Linked DNA regions of Anser cygnoides: regions 2 and 3 are each linked to region 1. A link is a contact called in public Hi-C data. All regions are on one chromosome and are shown on one strand. The core of a region is the stretch at or near the end of the contact, and the rest is flanking DNA. Distances in the headings are between cores, read along the strand shown. Region 1 overlaps LOC106038466 (a long non-coding RNA gene). Region 2 has its middle 340 kb from the start of CYRIB. Region 3 has its middle 350 kb from the start of MYC.

Evidence for each region. Hi-C and Micro-C count contacts between places; a contact is called where the count stands out from the background.
Region 2: a contact with region 1 is called in a Hi-C map of liver, with 2.5 times the contacts expected there. The contact joins two enhancer-like sites. A contact is called at or near these places in 2 of 7 Hi-C or Micro-C datasets (both in liver).
Region 3: a contact with region 1 is called in a Hi-C map of liver, with 15 times the contacts expected there. The contact joins two enhancer-like sites. A contact is called at or near these places in 2 of 7 Hi-C or Micro-C datasets (both in liver).

The regions. Positions count from the first base shown.
Region 1 is chr2:153,197,521-153,200,499 of Taihu_goose_T2T_genome, reverse strand. It overlaps LOC106038466 (a long non-coding RNA gene), which reads left to right. Exons shown (of 5, transcript XR_010828806.1): 3 at 545-652. The region is part of intron 1 of LOC136789798 (a long non-coding RNA gene); the gene reads right to left. Among named protein-coding and RNA genes, the nearest start is that of MYC, 28 kb to the right of the region's middle. Within about 2 kb of position 1,394, at least 1 of the 3 cell types and tissues checked has open chromatin away from gene starts, as enhancers often do. A contact at or near this core is called in liver, where this site is marked.
Region 2 is chr2:153,709,255-153,712,233 of Taihu_goose_T2T_genome, reverse strand. No RefSeq gene overlaps it. Among named protein-coding and RNA genes, the nearest start is that of CYRIB, 340 kb to the left of the region's middle. Within about 2 kb of position 1,408, at least 1 of the 3 cell types and tissues checked has open chromatin away from gene starts, as enhancers often do. A contact at or near this core is called in liver, where this site is marked.
Region 3 is chr2:153,523,272-153,526,250 of Taihu_goose_T2T_genome, reverse strand. No RefSeq gene overlaps it. Among named protein-coding and RNA genes, the nearest start is that of MYC, 350 kb to the right of the region's middle. Within about 2 kb of position 1,385, at least 1 of the 3 cell types and tissues checked has open chromatin away from gene starts, as enhancers often do. A contact at or near this core is called in liver, where this site is marked.

The DNA of each region.
Region 1 (2,979 bases), core at 145-2,644:
TATGGGTGATGAAAAGCTGGTACTCACATTTTCCTTCCACACTAAGCTAGGAGCTAAGGGAGATTTTATTTCCAGTCCTTCAACACTTGCATGACCTCACAGAGCTAATTGGTGTAAAGTTTTCAAGTTTTTTCCTTCCCAGTAGTGTCGGTTGCAGTCACCAGACCTCCCCCTCAAAGACAGCCTATCAAAGTCACCGCTACCATCTCTAACGATGCCAAGCTTGGTACAGGACAAGCTTGTACAGGACCCCGACTATCTCAGCGAAGCTCTGAGGGTCAAGGTGACATCAGGGCCCTGCAGTCCCCCAATGTGAACAAACGTACAAATGCAGTATCTGCCCTGATGCATTCAACGACGAAGAGCAGAAGAGGAAGGAGAAGAAATGGCTGCTGAGGGCAGAGCCCTCACACCCTGCCCACAGCTGAGCACGGGGAACCCCACCATCTATCCAAGCTGCCTGTGACAACCAGCTCTGGTGGGTCTTAACGCTAACTAATGAAGATATGGAAAACATTTCAAAACTAACTTCTCACTCCTTCAGCTTCCTGGACGGCAAAAAGCATCATCGTCTCCTCCTCTCACCGAGGTGCTGGGGCATTTCCTTCAGTTGCACCCGAGCAGCAGTTCAGAAGACACCACACAAGTGCAAGTATGATCTACTTTAGCACCTTTACATACACATCAAATTCCTGATCTGACTCATGTTGTTGTGCTTGCACTGGTCCAAGGTATCAACCCTACCTTCACCAAAGCAGCAAATTTCAAGTAGCAGCTTAGCCTTCACCCATCCTACCACATCGGGTGTGCTGGGTGCTTGTGGGGGGCTGCAGGTATAGGTATAGGACCTGGTACAGACTCTTCACCCCATCAGGGAGACACAGTTCTCCTTCTAATGTTCTTCCTTCTAATCTTAATTGTATTTATTTACTAATCATGTGCATTCCAGAAAGCTGGGCCTCCTTCCATTTCATTCCACAAACCAAGACCTGAAGTTTGTCTTCTCCATTTTTCCCTCAGTAACCACAGAAGCAGAGAACTGTTGGTAGGAAGAACCCCCCGGGGTCTCCAGTCCAACCTCCTATCTTGTAAATAAGACTGGTTATTTTCCTCTGTAAAATCAAGCACGTACTTTTTTGTTAGTATTATTATATCACCTAATAGCAGCCTTTTTAATGTTTAAGAAAAATTTGAAGCTTTACACACCGCATACCTAAAAGCAAGCTAATATAAGAACCAGAGGCAGTTGTGAGATACCTGTAAATGAAATTATCCAGCAACTCACAAAGCAAACACATCACCATCTGAAAGCCCCAGAGCGGCGTTTCAAGTCATCTGTGGCACAGCCCCAAGCTCTTGGCCTTTGCTCCCCTCATGATCATGTCTGGGAAAGTGTATTTCACACCCTCCTACCCTTATGTAGGAGGAAAAAAAAAATAAACAAGCTGTTATTATTTAAATGAGGCTGGAAATGTTACTAAATATTTCCAAAAGGATGTACAGTAGCTGTTTGCTCTGTGTGATAAATTACGGATCACTTCGTTGATACGTGTGACTACCTGTTTATATAATCGACTGAAACAAGGGGGTTTTAGTCTGTCACATCTAGGGTCTGCTATAGCAGGGCTACATTGATGTATCATAGATGTTAGGGTCTCTATCACGTCTAGGGAATGCAGCAGGGCTACGTCCATAAACATTATGTCTGTAACACAGTTAATATTAAAAATATATTTACTTCTATCATTGCGAAACTTTAACATTAGCAAAGAGGGACCCATGCTAGATATGTTTCCACGTGGAAGAGACAAAATACAAAGGGTTCGAGGGCAGCCTGGGCTTTGGCCGCTGCTCCACGTCCCACATGCTCTGACGCAGGCCAGGCACGAGCCCACGGCTGCTGTTTCCACCACGTTAACCAGCGCACAGCAGCACGTTTCTACATCAGCAGCTCACCGGTTGCCAGAGGACAGCAATATAGGATCGAACACCAAGCTGTGAGGACACAGCACCTGGCAGAAAGCTCTCCAGGAGAAGCTACCTTCCCTAAGCAGCTTTCACAGTCCTGAGATACCCGTGTTTCACCCCTTGCCTTACAGCACTCACTCACATCTTTACTGTATCATATCCAAACACCCCAGTAAATCAGCAGCACACCCCAAGGGGTCTACGTGCTGATGACCTGCAGGCACACACAGGGAGCAGTCCCTACACAGGCGGTAAGGCTCCAAATTCTTGAGCCACGCTCTCCTCGCACAGCTGGCAAGCCCTTTCCAGCTGCTCACCGAGTCCTGCCCCCCAGGGCTCGCCTCTGCCTGGGCAGGGCACTGCACAAGGCAATACAATGCATTTTATTTTGGCACAGATTTTGCTCAGCCACCGTTTTCAAGAGGAGATGCTTACAGTATGATCAAACCTATGGCTCAAAATTCAAAGCTTTGAGTCGATCAGAAGTTGTTGGTTGTTGCATTTTCTTTTACATGCTCTTAAGTTGGATTCTTCTTCTTCTAAGTTACTGACAACCATCCCCCAGCCCCAGCTGAGATTTATACAGGACCGCACAGGGCACTTCCCCTACAGCATCAGTGAAAAGATCAAAACTTTCAGTCCTCCTAACTGTAAGAAAAAAGCAAGGCAAGCAATCTTTAAAGTCCAGCTACTGAGACTTAAGAAAAGACAAAAAATGTTCTGAAAACAAAATCAAGCAGAACACAGGCGGGTATCAATGGGGCTGGTCTGGATACCTGCTTCCAGATGACTTTGAACCTGTAGGGTTTCCAAACCCATGCAGCATATAAGCCTCATCTACCTGACACATCTTTCAAAAATGCTCACCTGAGGAAATCCATCTAACCAAGAAGGACAGTTACTGGGGCAGAGACACTGCCACTAAGCATGAAATGCTAAATGAGTATTTTCCAGTCCAACACCACTTGGATCCCCACGGGATCAAAGGAAACAACCTGGGATGTGGAGACA
Region 2 (2,979 bases), core at 159-2,658, 510 kb before region 1:
GTGCATTCCTCAGTCTTACAAAAGAGAAGACACAAAATAGATCAATATTACTATCATAAGACATAATTTATTTATATATATATATTTTATTTTTTTAAGCATGTCTCACAATTTTAGGGACCCTGATTTGAAATTTATGAAAGCTCAGAGTTAACAAGATTATTTCTGCAGTAGAGCCCTTCAGAGTTTAAGACTCTGGCAAGTAAAGCTGGATGGGAAAGAACTGGGTTACTGCTGGCCCTGAATCAAATCATTTTCATGGACACCCAGGCAGGATAACAATAAATGGTGCTTTCAGTGCAATCAGGAAGTGACAAGCAGCAACAACAACTGAATCCAAGTTTTCTGCGGGAAATTCTCACTGCCTTCTCATGTGCAATTCCCTCCACTTTGCAATGAAAGTGATAAATGGCTAAACATTTGTTAGTGATCAAGAGCATGGCTCAGACTGGGCCTACCTAGAACTAAGGACAGGAGATGTCCTGCCTGAACTTGTGACCTTTCTTAACCATGCCTGTGACAGGTTAATTTCCCCCTGTCTTCATGGCCTGACACTAACAAAAGAGGAGAGCTCATGCCATGCTGATCTCTGTTGGAAGGGGAAGAAGGGACCTGAAAGCTGGGTTAAGCACACAAAGCCCTCTGACCTATGTTTTTGGCCACATTTTTGGCTGTAATTCAGGCTGAGAGCTCCTCCCCTCTGTTTGGGAAGAGCTCTGCTCAGGCTATCTGCAGAACAAAGCAAAGTGTAACGCGTTTAGTCCTGCTCAAGCCTGGCTCTATGACATGAGAAAGAGCTTGCCTTTGGGCAACACCATAGAGCAATCCTGGACCACCAGGACATACTGGGAATTTGTGCCAATAAAACATGGAAGCACAGGTTCAGGTTTCCACTTTGAATGATGGGAAATGTGGGATTAAGGGACAAGCCTGCATTGATAGCGTGTTCAGACATTGCTAATCCTCAGATTAGCAGACCTCATATTTTCAAGTACCACAAAAATGTTTAAGGTGTTGGAACACCTCTGTTATAAGGAAAGGCCAAGAGGTCTGGGACTTCAGACTAGAGGAGTCTCGGAGAGGATCTTATTAACGTATATAAATATCTGAATGGAGAGTGCAGAGGATGGAGTCAGACTCCTTTCAGTGGTACCCAGTGCCAGGACAAGAGGCAATGGGCACAAATTGGAATGCAAGAGGCTCTGTGTGAACATCAGGAAGTACATCTTTACTGTGTAGGTGATGGAGCATGGGAACAGGTTGCCCAGAGCAGCTGTGGAGTCTCCCTCCTTGAAGATCTTCAAAACTCATCTGGACATGGTCCTAGGCAACCTGCTATAGGTGGTCCCACTTGAGCAGGGAAGTTGGACAGGATGTCTTCCAGAGGTTCCTTCCAACCTCAGCCATTCTGTGATTCTGTGATTGTGATCTCTTCTCCTCACACCTTTATGTGAGGAGATTTTTGTAGGGGACTAGAGCTTTTGCAGATTGCCAGGTCTATGCAAACCTGACAGAGTTAGCTGGCCGAAAAAAAAAAGCAATGGAGTTATCCAAAACCTTCTGTGCTTTCTGTCTGTATCCATCTTTATCTTTGGAAGTTTTTCCTTCTGAAATATCCAAACACCTTTTTGAGAAAGTCATCTTGTAGCTCATACATCAACACTACTTTTTAAACTATCAGTGAGTTGGTTTTTTTTTGTTGTTTTTTGTTTTTTTTTTTTCTTTGTGTGTGTGTATGTGTTTTTGTTTGTTTGTTTTTGTCTATCTCAAATTCAAAGAACTCATTCAGATTTTGTTTGTGCTTGACTTTAACATTTTGATAATACATCGATTGACAAAGGTACATTGTGTTTACAGAACTTAGAGTGATCTTGATTGAACCTGGTATAACAGAGATCAGAGTTTAGCTTGATATGTAAAAGCAGTAAGTCAAGGCCATAAAGACTTTTTAGTTACAAACAAAATTGTATCCTTGGAATAACCTGTCATATGAGTAAAATTTCCTTTATTTCTTGAGTTCTTATATATGTGCTGTTTGCCATTTATGAGACAAAACAGAGTTGTTATACTTTGTGGTGTGGAGGATTCAGCTTGAGACCTCTTAGAACTGTGATCTGTAGACTGAACATCAACCTCCTGAAAAGCAATGCCCTTTGTGCTTGAGCATGAACATTCAGAAATGGAGATGGGCAACATGCTTAACTGTTTTCTAGTCAGACTCTTCAAGTTGATATTTAACATTTGTGCTTGTCATGAGTTCAACTGAATCCCTGGATTCCCTCTTGGAGAAACAGAAATCCTAACTGTTGTTTGAAAGTCATTATTTATTTGACAAGTTCAGTTGCCACTCATGCCATGGTTCCACATTGTGAATAGCACAAACAGCAGTTCTCATCTTGCTTGGAGCAGGTTCATGATTGTTGAACTCAGTGAAGGAAAAAGTGCAGAATTTATACTGATTTTATGGTTTTATGCCTGTTGCGGGGAACACACGATGCCTCTTCCAGCAAAACATTAAATTTTGTGCAGAGAGAACATTTTGAATAGACCTGAACCAGCAGAATGAGTTTATAGCACCTTTATTATGCAGCTACAGCATTTTTGACTTTGCAGTAGTGAAAACCGAATATGCCATGGAAAGCCGAGAAAGCAAATTCTCAGGCAGTAGTATCCTTTTATGCATGTTTGATAATGGTTTTGTCTCACATTCACCCACTTAGCAGATATTTAGCACTTGAGAAATATTTCAAATAGCAGGGAACTTTTCAAATCATAATTCTACAAAATCGTAAGTATAAATCTTAACTGGTATTACACAGAGCAGTCACTACTGTAGACTCCACTGCCAGTAAGCTCTGTCTGTACTTCAAAAGGACAACCTATGTGGAAGACAAAAGGCAAGAAATAATACGAGAAAATATTGACACTGTGTTCCCTAACAAAAGAAACAAGTCTTATTTTGGAATGGTAGCAGAATCT
Region 3 (2,979 bases), core at 136-2,635, 330 kb before region 1:
TCATAACAGATTAGAATTTTTTAGAGTGGCTTGTCCGAAACATATCCTGTTTCCAGCTGCACTTGTTTGGCTGGCGCAATTAGTCACATGTATACCATAGTATTGTTATCTTCTCATCTCATTCCCTGTCATCCTTTCTTTGTTTTCTCCTCCTGAAAAGAGGAGGGATGGATTTGATGACTCCTAATCTCTATGATTCTTTCATAGTAACTTCCAACTTCCTAGCTAAAGTGTTTATCAGAGTGAAATTAATGATTCAGAACAGGAAATGCACTGCAAGGGAAGTGGAACTATGAGGGTAAGACCTAACCTAGTAAAGCTAAAAGTAGATTGTACAGAAATGTATTCTTCATCATATCAAAGTACCACAATAAGGATAAAAATCATGAAGAATTGATGGTACCAAGCAGCAGTAATACTTTCCATGGTGGCAATTCTGTACACTGAATTCTCTTTGCCATTGTTAGATTTTGAAAGCTTATGGGTGAATTTGTCTCTCATATGGTTCTCAGAACACAGTATTTGACTTTCCGTCATCTCCTAAGTTCTGCTGGGGTGATCTGAGAAGTGTGTGTGGAGAAGCGTACAGATTTTTCTGCTTCTTGCAAGCAGTCAAACAAGGTAATGTTCTCCTTGTTCTTGCTTCATTGAGTGGGCAGAAAAAAGGTCTTGTCCTCAAACATTTTCACAAGCTCTTTAGTAGCAGGTGTATCAAAGGTAATTTTCCTACTCCTTTATGATGCTCTGAAAACAGTCTGTAGGAGGTACACTTTAATACAAATCGTACGCCCTTCAAGCTTATCAAAGTGTACTTGGATCGGTATCATTAGGGTTTCAGAGTCTTTATAGTTTTTGTGATAGTGAATAACAACATGTACTTGAATTATAGACTGATATATGTGTTCACATAACTTTTGACACAGTTGGATCAGAATAACAAAACCTGTTGCAGTGATAAGAGTGTCAGTAAACGATTAAGCGATCTTCTGAACCAGCCCAAACAACAGCAAACTGTTTATAGCTTTTAATATGCTTCTGACTGCATTAGATCCGTGTATCCCTCCCCGCCCCAAAAATTCTCATGCACATTTTTTGCAGATTTGTTTCCCTAGAGATTGTACTGCATTTCTGTGAAACAAACTGGCTGTGAATGCTAAATCTGGTCACAACCCAGAGGACCCTACTCCAGCCCAAGCCTATTTAGGAAGGGAACAGCAATTTGTTTTCAATGACTTCACTCACCCTTACTGCAATGTTTCCAGTAAATTCAGGCGTTGTTCTTCTCATGTGAGCTCAGCATGTCATTTCTAATGTGCCCCTGACTGAAATTTTGCATTAGTTACTGAAAAAAGTTTTTTTTTTTGTTTAAATGTTCTTTATCTTCCATGTAATTATGCTGAATCATTGTAAAAAGAAAAAAATCTGATGAGCTATCCATATAAATACTAAACGACATTAGATCATCACAACTGGTGCTGTTAAAGCAAACATAAATACCTAATTATTAGCCAGCAGATCTAAAATGCTGCCAAATAGGTTTTGGTCACTATGTTTATACAGTGACAGATTTTCATGTTAGTCATATCCTTCTGAACAAATGTTTTGGATGGACTCTTAAATCAGTGTCCACAAGGAAATAGGAGGCAGCCAAACTCTCTTGAATGTCTGCCATTGACAAAGGTTAAGCATTTACAGTCACTCTCCGCCTAAGTATTCTAAGGAAACATTAAGGAGTGAAAAACAGAAGGCGAGGATGTTCTGTACTCTCAGCAACAATGCAGCAAGGGCGACAGAAACAGATCCAAAACAGCCAGTTACTGGGCCAGATCCTGTTCCCATTAACGTCAATGGTAAAACTCCCTTTTGGTCTAGAGGGACTAGGATGGGGCAATGGGTCTTTAAACTGACTGAGGAAGAAATAGCGAGGTCTTGACTTCTCTCTTTTTGCTTCCACTTCTTATTCATGAAGTGGACTATTTATTTATTTATTTATTTATTTTACTTAGTCCCCTTTGGGACTGAGTAAAACTGAGTCAGGATGTAAGCATGTACCTTAACCAGCCTGTTAGGAAGGCTAATACATTTTATATCTACTTAAAGTAATTTCCCTAAAAATTATACCCATTTTCCCCATTTCTTTTTTTTGGACATTTATAACATTTAAATCTATTCTGTCCCATTTAGTTTCACTCACAAAATCAGTTGGAGTAGACCAATGGAGCAATTTGGTTTGAGGGAAAATAGCAATAGGGCTGGGATACATTTTAAACCTAGGGGAATTTTGTTGTTGGAGCCATCACTTCATATGGATATAAGGCCATATATTTTCGGATGAGTTCATGGTCTCTGCCCCAGCTTTTAAACTTTACCCTTCACATAAACCTCATTACAGGGGTTAAGACAGATGGATGTATGTAATTTGCTGACCCAGCGGCCAGGTCCTGATATTTCTACAGTAAGATGAATATACCTGGAGGCACCCCAAGGAATGGACTAGCATGGAGAACTGCTTGCAGGCTTACAGGAGAAAGGGGATATGTCCCTCCTTCTCACCTGAACTACATGTCAGTAATTTTGCATTTTGATCTCCTTCTCACCTTTTGGACAAATAGACAAGACAGAAGGACATATAACATGTACTTCACCATTTCTTGTCTTTCAGCACTGAAGATCCAAGGGCAAAACTTCTCTGAATTTTGTATACTTATGTACTTGTGCAAACATATTGCAGAATAGGGGAGACAAATATATCTAGAATTTAGATCCTTTTTTAGATCCTGCTTTTACCCTTTAGTGTTCCACTTTTCTTATCCCTTAATGAGCAAGAGATGACGATTTGTGCATAAAATGAAAATATAGATATTACTCCTGAAGTCAGACAGTCTCTACAGAATGAAAAATTGCTTTCCTAAATCTCTGCTTTTCAGTCCTTAAAAGAAGTGTCATTGAGAATATAAAGCTATTAAGCAGGTCTGAAGA